Linked DNA regions of Mus musculus: region 1 is linked to region 2. The links are chromatin contacts, called in public Hi-C maps. All regions are on one chromosome and are shown on one strand. Each heading gives the region's core, a stretch centred on a gene start, on an enhancer-like site or on the middle of the called end of the contact. The rest is flanking DNA. Distances are from core to core; before and after follow the strand shown. Region 1 has its middle 30 kb from the start of Gm25562. Region 2 holds the start of Rdx (radixin).

Region 1 (6,331 bases), core at 2,351-4,850, 210 kb after region 2:
TGCTTGGACTATAAACTCCATGAAAGTGAACATAGTGTGATGTATGTTGTTTTCCTGCCAGATGTAACTCAGAGTTGACACCCATATAAGTGTTGATTGAGACTGACTCATTGAGTGTGTGGATCAATTTATTTTATTTTTCATAAAAATACACAGAGGCTTGAGAGTCCTTGACATCCCCTGCATTAAGGATGACAGATCTACTCATGATTCTGTGTTTAGGGTAGCTCGGGCTTCTCTGTGTGATAACTCAGATTCATGTAGACAAATGTCTTCAAGATCTTAAGAGGAATGTGCTTTTAGAGAACACAGTCATTATATCACCTGAAACCCATCCTCGGACCATTGTAGAGGAAAGGAATGAGTTTGCCAACGATTTAAAGTACTTAAGAAGAGCTGATTAAAGAAGGCGTTGCGAATGATGAATTATGAAGTGTAGTGTCAGTGGGAGAGAGTTTTACTGATGTTTAAATGAATCGCAACATCACAAGTTGTAATTAAACATTTGCCACAGTAAACTAAAGACTGTCTAGGTGTCCCTTCTGAAGCACAGTTCTGTAAGGACAGAGTGTGATGGTGATCGGTCAGTGGTCTGCAATCCGGACACTTTCTTTTTACAATGGGTAGTCCAACCCCACTCTGAAAGGTGTGTGCACTAGATCTCCTTGCTCTGGCCCTGCCCTTCAGTTGATATTCCCTGCTTTACAGCCATTTCTGCTTTCACTGACACTTTTCATAAAATTCCAAACAGCCCAGTTAAAAATCCCATGGCTTCAGCATAGTAAAGATTGGGGATATTTAATGCATCAGAATAACAAACATTTCTTGATCAATCTTCATATATCAGCACGAGGCACTGACTGGTCGCATAGAAATAACATCACCACCACCAACCAAAAAAACAAGCAAAAAACCCAAAACAAAACAGAATAAAAAAAACTAAATCTGAAAACTCCATCAAACTAAATGATAACAAATGTCAATCTTGGATTCTGATTTTAAATACTACCTAGTAGGAAAATAGACATTAAAATACATAAGCCAGAGATAATGTAATATTTGCTGAGCATGAGGAGGAAACATATGATATTCTGAGAAATTTACAGAGAATGTAATTAAAATTGAGGGTCAGTCAACCTCTCTGAGAAGGAGGTCTAAGTAAGGGAAAATGGAAATTTCAAGTCCAGATGGAGAAAGAAGTAGGGTGAAAGCTTGGGGGTGAGCTTGATTGGACAATACACGGAGAATATGAGTCCTGCTTGGCATATGATCTCCCTCTAGTAGCAGATACTGATCTGGAATCATCAGCTACCAACAAGCTGCCAAGCACGTACTGTGATTAAACACATTGGTCACATCAAACAGAAAGCAGTTGTGAAGCCATCGTTTAGAGATAAGAGACTGATTTACCAATCTTTTCTGCACTTTGAAGTGACTCAGAATAAAGGAGCAAGAACAAAACCGCACAGTCATGCTCACAAGGAACTCGGACTCCGTCACATACTTTACAGAGGAGAGAACAAAGAAGTTGGCTTCCTGTCCAAGGCACAGGTTCTGCTACGTTCCACTCAACACATCAAAGGATGCGCTGGAAGCTGCTTTTCCTTCTGACGTGGAATAGATACTGGTGGCATGCAAGTGTAGGAAGCATTCCCGACATAAAGCATGGTGACCACACTGTTGCCCCCAAATGCTTTTATGTGTTTCTGGGTTGCAAACAGGAGTATCAAAGGGAAACTGACAGTTCTGGCAGAGATGACACCACATTGATTTAAACAAGGCATCCCAGTTTGGGCTTTTCTGACTTGTAAGTGCTTTCATTCTGTATTAGAGTGGAGAAAAGATTTTTCCTTACCATCTGTTGAAACAAAACAAGATGTTCGTGAGCCCTGAGTTATGAACCCTGTTCATACATTAGTTAGCTGGGTCTCTTTAAGGCCTTCATAGGCCTAGGCAACAAACCAGGAACTCTTCATTCAGTGGGGTCAATTGAGATCAGAGCTAGTGTTTGGGCTGTGCAGCCAAGTTTGGGAAAAATTTCAAATGTTTCTGTTTTGTTCTATGTATATCGATGTTTTGCCTGCATGCATGACTGCGTACTATATACATGCAGTACCAGCATTAGATAACTCCTATAATTGGAGTTATCAATGACTGTGTGCCACTATCTGGGTCCTGGGAATCAAACTTGTATCCTCTAGAAGAAGAGCCAGTGCTCTTAATGTGGGGCCATATTTCCAAGCCCTGGGAAACATTTTATATAACCATATTTACACTTTCTCCTTTCAATAATAATCCTCTTTTCCCTGAAAATTAAACAAACACCAAAGAAACATTAAAGAACTCAATTCATGAGCTTTTTTGTGTGCAGGAGGCACACACATGGTGGAGGCCAGAGGAGAACCTCAGGTGTTGTACCTCAGGCACCATCCTCTTCTGGTTTTGAGCCAAGATCTCTCACTGGGCTAGAACTCATCAAATAGGCTAGGCTGACCAGCCAGCGAGCCTTGGAGATCTGCCTGCTTTTATCTTCAGCATTGGGATTACAAAGTATTGTCAATATACCTGGCTTTAAAAAAATATAGATTCTGGGGATCACAATTGAGTCCCTGAGTTTGCAAGGCACATACTTTCCTGACTGCACTATATCCCAAAGCCTTAGGTCATTAGATTTTTTTTAAACAAATTTTTTTAAATAAAAGGAGGATGGAAAACTTTCACTGTTCCAGCCTTATTATTCTGCTTCTCAGGGTTGATGGATAGGTGAGCTTCTCACAGGCAATTTCCTCAGGGTTTGTCTTGCCCTCTCTTCTCCATGGTTCTATAGTGTCTACAGTACATGTGCAATGTTCTGTTCTTTGACAGACCGCATGCTCCAATTGGTGCTTCTGAAAATAGGGTTCTGGTAGCCATTTTCCTTTTTTCCAGTCATCCTCACTGCATTCCGAGTCCATGCCGCTGCAGACCTATAATCTTTCATCTGAAACCCTGGGATCCAGATGTGTTCTGCAATTCCAAGGTATTTTAGAATTTAGATTTTAGAAGGGTAGACTTGGCATACATGGTCTTGTCAGAGTCTCTTCTTTGGAAGAGTACTCTGTAATCAGATGTTTTTGTGTTTCTATGGGAAACATGGGACTACTTCCAGAAGCAAGGTAAATCAAGCCTACAACCAGTCTCATGCCTATTTTGTTCAGATTTTGAAACCAACTAGCATTCCTAGAAACTACATGAGTGAAGAACTCTGAAATCTCAAAGATCACTGCTTTTGGGGCTATAGACAAAGGGTGGCAGACATGGTAGCAAAAGCCTTTAAAATTTGTTCTGCAAATCTGCTTTCCACAGACCTCAATCACACAGCAGCAAGAAGTCAAACCAGGTTTCCACTGCCAGTTGCTTTCTGAGTGTTAATACTTTCCATTCGGTCAGAAATGGAAACCCCAGAAAACCCTAGATATTTTTTTTCTTTTTTTCCTTTCTGTGTTTTTTTTTTTTTTTGTAAACCAAAATAGATAATCAGACACTTACAACCTGTTACCATTGAATGCCAGTGACTCAAGTTCAGAAACCTAAATAGCTGACTGAAACCTTGTGGTCATTTTTGGCCTGTGGTTATCTGGTTATTTTGCTTTCGTCAGCCTTTAGAAAAATTGGCCCCTAGAGTTGTAGATTAGATGGTTTCACAGTTGTGTTGGCTGAATATCATCTATCTGTTAGGCTGGTCTTCCTCAAATCACTGAGGATATGAGCCTGAGGGTTCAAAGTAGGTGGGTGACTACTGGAGGCAGCACTGGTAATTCTATGCGGTCTCATTATTCCAAAGACTAGACAGCTCAAGAGAAGTTGGAGTCATATGTATTCATCTCCTTATTAGGTGAGCTATTCTTTGAGTAGTGGTCCTTACAACATTCAGACTGCTTGCTGTGTGATAAAAAGTGAATCTCCTTTTTTGACAGTTGTCAGTAGAATTTATTTTGGGTAAATTTACTTTGGGAATGATTGGTCTTGACAAAAACGGAAAAAGAAAAGATCTTAATGAGGCACTTGGGAATGAAAAATAAAAATGTCATCAAAGGATTTGGGAATTTTAGGGTGGAACAAACGAAGGGTAGAGACACTGTGCATTTAAGACAATACTGACTATTGGGGGGGGGGTGCAACAAGACAGATGGAAGAATGAAGAATGTGAGAGACCTGCAACGGAATCTATAAAGCAGCATGAGCATTGTTCACTAACGTTTAGTTCATAATGTCTCTAACTTCTGTGACATCTATGTGTGTGTGTGTGTGTGTGTGAGAGAGAGAGAGAGAGAGAGAGAGAGAGAGACTTTGTAGATTGTTTAAAACTGAGCATAGGGACTGAATACTACTTAAGATCATATTGGCAATATGAAATATGCCAAGTGGAGAATCAGATGTCATTTCAAGGAAGAGGGCTCAAGAGAACATGCACCCTGGGTAAACACATCAAAGTTTGCAGAGGAAACTGAATCAGTACCGGGTGGGTTGCAAATGAGAATCAGTCTCTCGTTTGTTTGTTTGTTTGTTTGTTTTTGGGTTTTTTGTTTGTTTGTTTGTTTTGTTTTTTTTTTCGAGACAGGGTTTCTCTGTATAGCCCTGGCTGTCCTGGAACTCACTTTGTAACCAGGCTGGCCTCGAACTCAGAAATCCGCCTGCCTGTGCCTCCCGGAGTGCTGGGATTAAAGGCGTGCGCCACCACTGCCCGGCGGGAATCAGTCTTAACCTGAGTTTTAAGGACATAACCACAGATGTCGCCTACATGATACAGCTAACAGAAGTTACATGTGACATAAGAAGTGTCAAATGACCTTGGTGGGACATCACAGGCACAGGAGAGGCAAAGAGACTCTTGGATAGTTTAGAAACTCTTGATTTGGGATTTGTGATATTATGTAATTCAGTGACTTGGATGACACTTTGTCACTAAAAGCTTATATTTTCTCACAGGTAAAAATGATAAGAGGAAACTGACTACCACTTCTCTTAGCTTGAAAATGGCCCTGAGGATGACTAACACGTCCTAGGAAGGCATCTGACTTTGGAATCTGGAATGTCCCTGTAAAACGTAGGTACCCGTGCTTGTGATCTGCGTGTACCACTCACTAGCAGCAGTATTGCTTTTGGCTATTTATTTACATTTCTAATCTTTAGTTTATTTACAAAGCAGTAGCAAGAGTTCCTATCATTCCAATGGTTTGGAAAGAATGACATATTTTAGTCCAGGTAGGAAAGAAAAAAAAAAAAAAAACCTTTGAAGTATTTGCTACATGTTAGATCCAACTCTTTCAAATCTGAAATTCAATTTGTTTAGTGTTCTTTTTTTTTTTTTTACACTTATGCAAAAGAAAAATTTCCAGTTCTGTTTTAGAGAGTAGTCAAATTTCATACCAAATTGCCCCTGCTGGGAAATAGAAATAACACAAAACAACATTAATTCAGCCTCACATTTTGACAGTTACATGGAATCTAGCAGCATGTATTCAAATCCATATGCTGCTATGGTTACTGATTATAATGTATTAGCCAAAGATGGTTTATTTAAAGAACTGTATGCACAGAGGTGATGTTTTTGCCCCCAGGTTTCTTCATTATTATGTAGTTTCGTATTGTTATGCTTTGATTTCGAAGTCCCACCCCTAGACTCACATGTGGAATGATTGGTCACCAGCTGGGGACAATCTTTTGAAGGTTGTGGAGTCCTTAGAAGGTGCTTGGCTTCTATCAGTAGGTCACTTAGAGTGGACCTTTAGACATTATACACACTCCTGGTTCCAGGCTGCTTCCCTTACACCCCAGTCTGTTACATCATCTGAACTGTCTACCTCATGCCCCCACCACCACAGAGAGGGATATCCTCACCACAATGCTCCATGCTATGATGGGCTGAAGCCTCTGAGAATAAGCTAGAGTAGATCCTTCCTGCCTTGTGTTTCAGACAGAGGAGTGCAGTTGTTGCTATGATCTGATAAGCCGGACCACATGTTTCTTTGCCTTTGGAACTGGTTGCGGGCATGCAGAACACTTTGGAGGAGACACCTGGTAAAGAAGCCAGAGAGCAGTATGAGTAGAGCTTCATTGAAGATGACTGTGTTACTAGGAAGGCAAAGAGCGATGGCCAGGTGCATTTTCTCCCTTTGGAGAACAAGGGCTCCTTCAAGCACTGGGCTAGCATCCAGTAATATTACATTTAGATGAGGAGTCGGGGTGTATTTTGCCCATGCTCTCAAGATTTCAGTAGGTCTAAATTCAAAGGTAAGGGGTTAATTTACTTGGGAGATGACGTTTTAACAAAGCATGACACTCAGGCTTT
Region 2 (5,905 bases), core at 586-3,085:
TTAGGAAGTACGTATGGTTCTTTCCTCCCCTGAAGCTGAACTGTTTGGGATTAGGCTTTGGGTAGTGGAAGAGCATTTAGGTGCTCAGCAAGGAAATTCAGTTCTCAGCACCAGGAGGCACACATACCAACACCACAGCATTGAAGGCTTTGGGATATTTTGATTGAATATTCAATACTTCATTTAAAAGTGCTAATATCTGATGTGAAGATCAAAATAAAGCAACGGTATGTGTGTTTCCTCTTTGATTTTGTATCTAATAGGTATTACTGTGATGGAGTTTTTAGTCTATTCCAGAGTATTTTCTTCAGATGTGTTCTGAGCTGTGGACCCTCTGAACGACTGACTCTCCCACCAAACTGCTTTTTAAATATTTGTCTCTGTTTCCATTTTCCCATCCACAATGTTTGAGAGTACCCTTTTTATCTTAGCAGCTTGAATACTATCTTTTACTTAAATATTTACGAATATGATGGCAACTGAAATGCTACAACTTGGGTTGCATCTGCTACTGCAGGACATAGGATAAGATCAGAGCTCTTAGATTCAGACTTTTGAGTCAAACATGCCTTTGGGGTTGGCCATGGCTCTGCCATTTCCTAGCCAGGTTATACTGACAACTAACTTTTTTGAAGCTCCCCTTTATTCATTAGCTTCTTTTAATGCCAATAATAGCTTTTACCTTGAGCCCAGGGTTGTTGTAATCATTAAACAAGGCAGTCATGTGAAAGCACTTCACTGTTCTGAACATAAGACCACGAATGAATGCTTCGTTTTCAGTTGCAAAGTGTACCACCGACTTCCGACTTTAGTTTGATTAGTGTACTACTTGGGACTCCCATGACATTTTTACTGTCCCTATCTTTGTTGCACCCGTGGGGAGAGGGTCCACAAGTATTCAGTTGGTGGTCTCAGAGAACCACCTAAACCTGTTTTGGCTACAAAGCACACAGCTGGTTCCCATCCTTGAGGAATTTGCAATCTAAAGACTTCTGAGATTAACCTGGAGTCTCTGGGGGCTTTTTAATTGTTTAGTGAGGTCTCTTGAGGGTGAAGGTGGTAGCTCACTGAGGAGGAAGCTCAGAGAAAGGATCTGCAGAGTCCCTGGAAGAGCTACTGTCTCAGGAAAGGCAAGTCTAAGGCTTCCCTAAAGATGGCGTATTTGTCCTGTAAGAATTACGTACATTCGCGTTATATTTGTATTGACAGTTCGTTTACGAAAGAGGTATTGAGTAAACGGAACGCGGTAGGCAGGTAAGGATTGAACCATTGCTGTGTGTACAAGTGGCACCAAGTGTTACTCTAAATCCCAGCAGAAAGTACTGAGGGCAGGCAGCACCGAGGTAACCCCACCAGAACGCAGCCTCGGTCTCTCTCTCTAGCGAGTGGATACAGTGAGACTATGGTCAGACTGGTAACTTTTTCCAAGTCTAGAATAATTTAGGTTTGGCTGCTCTTTGGGCCCTACTTCCAACTTTTTTTTTCCTTTCTCAGCCTACTCCTTCTAACCGCCAAGGAAGGAGTATCCCTGCTAACAACAAGAACAAAAAACCTGATCGCATTATAGGGTCATACCCACTGGCGTTTTGAGGGAAGTTAAAAACACTGCAAAATTTAAAACCAACCAGCCTTTCTAGCTGGTTAAAAACCTGCACACATTAATGTTCTTTTTGTTGTAAACACTGGGCCCACTTCCCTCTCCTAGCCCGGGATCCTGCAGCCTAGCACCGAACTGCACCCTGGAGCGGCTGCCGAGGGGATCCCCCCTCCTCCCGGGAACAGCTCCACCTCGGGGGCGCTGGAAACGCCCTCCGTGAGTTCCCTGGCACCAGCGGGAGTTTCAAGTTTCCACTCGCGGGGCGGGGGCAGGCGGCGGGCGCGCGGCGAGCTTCGGGCCGCGCGGCTCCGCTTCGTTCACTGCGGGCTTCGGACTCGGGCTGGCCCGCGGCGTCCTCGTCCCGCGGGGAAAGCTTCGCGAAGGCCCCGCAGCGCGTATTCTCCCCCCAACCCCCGGCTGAGGCCCACTCGATTCCGCCCGGGGCGGCCGGGAGACACGCTCGCGGGGTTGGCGCTCGAGCCCCGGCCTCGCCCCGCCACTGGCGGCCCGCGGGAGGAGGGGGCGCAGGGCGGCCCCGCCTTCCCCCCCGAGGAGGCGCCGGGCGGCCATATTGCCGAGCTGTCTGCGGCGGCTGCGGCGCGTCTTCTCTCAGGCGGCTCAGGGCTCGCACCGCCGACTCTCCGCTCGTTCGCCGCCAGCCACGACGCCCCCGCCGAGCCGCGCCTCAGCCAGCCGGCGGCGGGCAGGGAAGGAGCCACTCATTTTCGGGGTAAGCCCTGCTCGGCGCGCTCCCCCGTCCCAGGCCCCGGGGGCCGCTCTCCCCGCCGAGGCGCTGAGGTGGCGGCCAGAAGTTGCCGGGCTGTGGCGCCGCGGCCCGGGGCCTGGCGCGCCTCACAGACGGACTCGCGCCTGGCCGCCCTAGAGGCGCCGTGGTCGTTAACGGCTGAGCCACGCCACTTACCCGGAGTCTCCCGCCGCGCCGTCCGCCGTCGGCCTGGCCGCCCCGTGCGTCGGGCGGTGCGGGTTCCCGCCGCCGTGGACTGGGCCCGGGGCTCGGGTCGGCGCGCCCTCGGGGGCCGCATGGAGCGTAGGTCGCACGCTCTCTCGCAACCCGGGGACGGGGACCGCGAGGCTAGAACTTCTCCCCCGGCCTCCCGTTTGAAAGTCGGGGTGTTGGATTACTAGAGAGCGTGCGGACGCGCGAGCCGCGGAAAGGCCGTCGCGTTGCCGGGTCCCGCCGCGCAAGCCCGCGAGGCCAGGCCCGGGCTCCCGGCCGCCCTTACCTGGGGCTGCAGTCACGGCCCGCGCCCTCCGGGCCCCCCGGCTTGCCCGCACCGCGGAGTCGCCTGGCGCACAGTGAGCAGACCCCACCAGGAAACTCAGCTTTTCTGCCTTTCGGGGCTCCCAAACTCCCATCGCCCAGCCAAGTTTGAAAGGGAGTAGTGCGTTATTTCAGTTGAATAGTCCGTTCCTACACAGATGTTTCTGTAAACGTTGCCAGGATTCTGGGTGGTTTTGTTTTTTTTTCCTCCCTCCCCAGAAGAGTGGTTATTCATTGGAAATGTGTTTTAAGAGGTCAAGTTTATAATTTTTTTTTTTAAAGTACAGTTGAGATTTTGTAAAAAGAGGTGTGAGGGAGATGCCCGGTTGGCTGTGCGGAGGCACCAAGATTTGCATGATGTAAATGTAAAAGCCGAAGATAACAAGGGTTTATGTGATAAAAGAATACTTGGACACTGCAATCTATTGTTGACCGAGCATCTTTTTTTTTTTAATAGAATACTTATAAGACTGTGACGAAGCACAGAATAAACAATTGCCTTGTTCATTTTGCTGCATAAATAATGGCTTAATCTGCTTGCCAAAACTGCCCCATCAGATCTGAAAAGAGAGCCTAATGTTTAGGATTGCGGGCTTTTTTTTAATCTTTAGAATTCTGTCACTTGCACCAGTGTGTACTTTATCTTTCATAATAATAATTTCTTCAAATATGACAAAATGCAGACTCCTTTTCAGATTGTCAGTATGCTGTGAAAAGAACCACAGTGGCTTTCATTGCATAGATCCCTTTGAAAACTGTATTTTGGAACATTACTCGGGTAGTCATTAGGAAGTCTTTAGCTTGTCTGCGTGAGGAGGAGTTGCCCTCTGTGGGCCCTACAAACTCATTTGCTCATCTGTAGCTTCACACGGGAGAGAATGGAGGAGGGGCTCAAGAGATGTTTGTAGAGTAGATTTAATAGATTTTGCTGTGTGGAAAAAACACATGAATCTTAATTTTGTGGGGATTATGATTACCTGGGTAATTACACAGCTTCATTGCAGCATTTCTGTGTAATGGGTGGGGACAACAGGTTTGCTGTCTCCTTCTCTTAGTAGCTGTTAGTAGTTGGGGGTAGGGGGGATGGGAGATAGGTGCACCAACTGAGTTTTGTTCCTTGCTTCACCATTCCCAAGAGCAGAATGTATTTTTATTAACTGGTTTTTAATCTCTGGTGACTGGTTGGAAGACTTATTTTCACTTTTTCAATCTCTTAATATAAAATTATGTGCAGTCTAGTATAGTAGATCTGAAATGTTGAGTGATGATGAGAGTTCAGAGTTTTCACTTAAAACTTAACACACTTTAAATTGAGCCATTTAAAAACAGGGTGGCAAATCTTAACTTTTTTCCCTAAGGACCAGGGCTTTTAAAATATTGTTCCATTGAGGTAGAGAAGGCTGAGCTGTGTTGTTAAAGCATATCTGTAGGGTATAGGCAACAGTTTTCTGTTATTGGTGCAGCCTGGGAGATTAAGTCACTCTTCTTGGATAGCTTGGGTCTCTTATTGCTGCAATCTGGGAAATAGGAAATCACTCTTGAATGACTTGGGCTCCCTGCAAATCAAAAGTTGGCTGGTACTACTCTACCCTGTTGACATCCCGAATTGGGAGCTGGCTTAAGTTGCTGCTCTATAAGGTTATTTTAAGTTTCTAGACCATAGGAGTCACTAGAGGGTGTTCTGGGAAAGCCCTGACTTCAGACTCCAATAGGAAGCTCATCCAGTCTGACCTCAGAGAGTTATTCTTTTCTATCTCTCGTGTGTTTTACAGCTATCCTCTCTGTCGCATTCATTAAGTTTCTATGTGTTTCTTAGTATTTTTATGGATGTATATTTTAAATCATTAAAAATTATAAAAAATCATGTACTACATTGGTAAAGTTATAACACCCAGAAATATGTAAAGTCATAGAGTAAAAGGCTTGTCTTCATGCCCAAAACTCTGCAGTCCTGTCCATGGCCCATTTTTCATAGTAATTGCCTTGTGTATAGAATGTGGCAGGTAGTGTTCCTGCAAGGATGAGCATACCCTATTCTTATCTATGGGTCTCAAGTCTGTTAGTATAAGGTTGTGCTGTAGCAAACCTTGACATGGGATTACTTATATTAAACAGCAAGTATATTATATATTTCAAATTCTCATCATCTCAATGTGTACTGGCTAGTTTTGTGTGTCAATTTGACACAGGTTGGAGTTATCACAGAGAAAGGAGCTTCAGGTGATGAAATGCCTCCATGAGACCCAGCTGTAAGGCATTTTCTCAATTAGTGATCAAGCGGGGAGGGCCCCTTGCTTCCCCTGGCAAGCTGAGCAAGCCAGGGGAATCAAGTCAGTATAGTAGCACCCCTCCATGGCCTCTGCATCAGCTCCTGCCTCCTGACCTGCTTGAGTTCCAGTCCTGACTTCCTCTGGTGATGAACAGAAACATGGAAGTGTAAGCTGGATAAACCCTTTCCTCCCCAACTTGCTTCTTGGTCATGATGTTTGTGCAGGAATAGAAATCCTGACTAAGACACCATGAAATTAATGGAATTTGCTATACTAATTTTCAGAAGTATTGATTGTGTAAGTACATTGGTTTATGATTAGTGGTTAGGTTTACTTTTTTCCTTTCTAAAGTATAGTGCAAATTCTCAGTAAAAATTTGTAAACACATCTCACACACACATAAGCATAGAATGTCTTTTGAAACAGGTTTATTATTTATAGCAGCATTTATATGTATTTTTTTTTTAAACCTGGAAACTATTTAGAAAGGAATAGTTGTCTATGTGATTAATTTCTTCTGTCTTTAATAGTAGACTCTAGCTAGTAACCAGATTAGTGGAAAAGGTGGGGGTTATATGGGTTTTCTCCACACTAAACAACAATGTGTATAACAGTGCTTGCAAATTCACCAATTTAAAATAACTAGAATTTTTGTTTTTATTTGTATTGAGTCAGGGTAGCCTTGGCTGTCCTATACCTTGCTATGTAGACCAGGCTGGCCTGGAATGCACTGAGGTTTTCTGCCTCCAGAATGCT

The links. Hi-C and Micro-C count contacts between places; a contact is called where the count stands out from the background.
Region 1: a Hi-C map of the MNK3 cell line shows a contact between it and region 2, with 4 times the contacts expected there. The contact joins the enhancer-like site here to the promoter of Rdx in region 2. A contact is called at or near these places in 1 of 484 Hi-C or Micro-C datasets (the MNK3 cell line), 6 of 115 datasets of contacts at active chromatin or transcription factors (bone marrow-derived macrophages, embryonic basal ganglia, embryonic forebrain and 2 more) and 2 of 9 other capture datasets (adipose tissue and liver).

What each region holds. Positions count from the first base shown.
Region 1 is chr9:52,258,236-52,264,566 of GRCm38.p6, forward strand. No RefSeq gene overlaps it. Among named protein-coding and RNA genes, the nearest start is that of Gm25562, 30 kb to the right of the region's middle. Within about 2 kb of position 3,601, at least 5 of the 459 cell types and tissues checked have an H3K27ac peak or open chromatin away from gene starts, as enhancers often do. A contact at or near this core is called in the MNK3 cell line, where this site is marked.
Region 2 is chr9:52,046,106-52,052,010 of GRCm38.p6, forward strand. It overlaps Rdx (radixin), which reads left to right and starts at 1,836. Exons shown (of 14, transcript NM_009041.3): 1 at 1,836-2,327. It also overlaps the pseudogene Gm6981.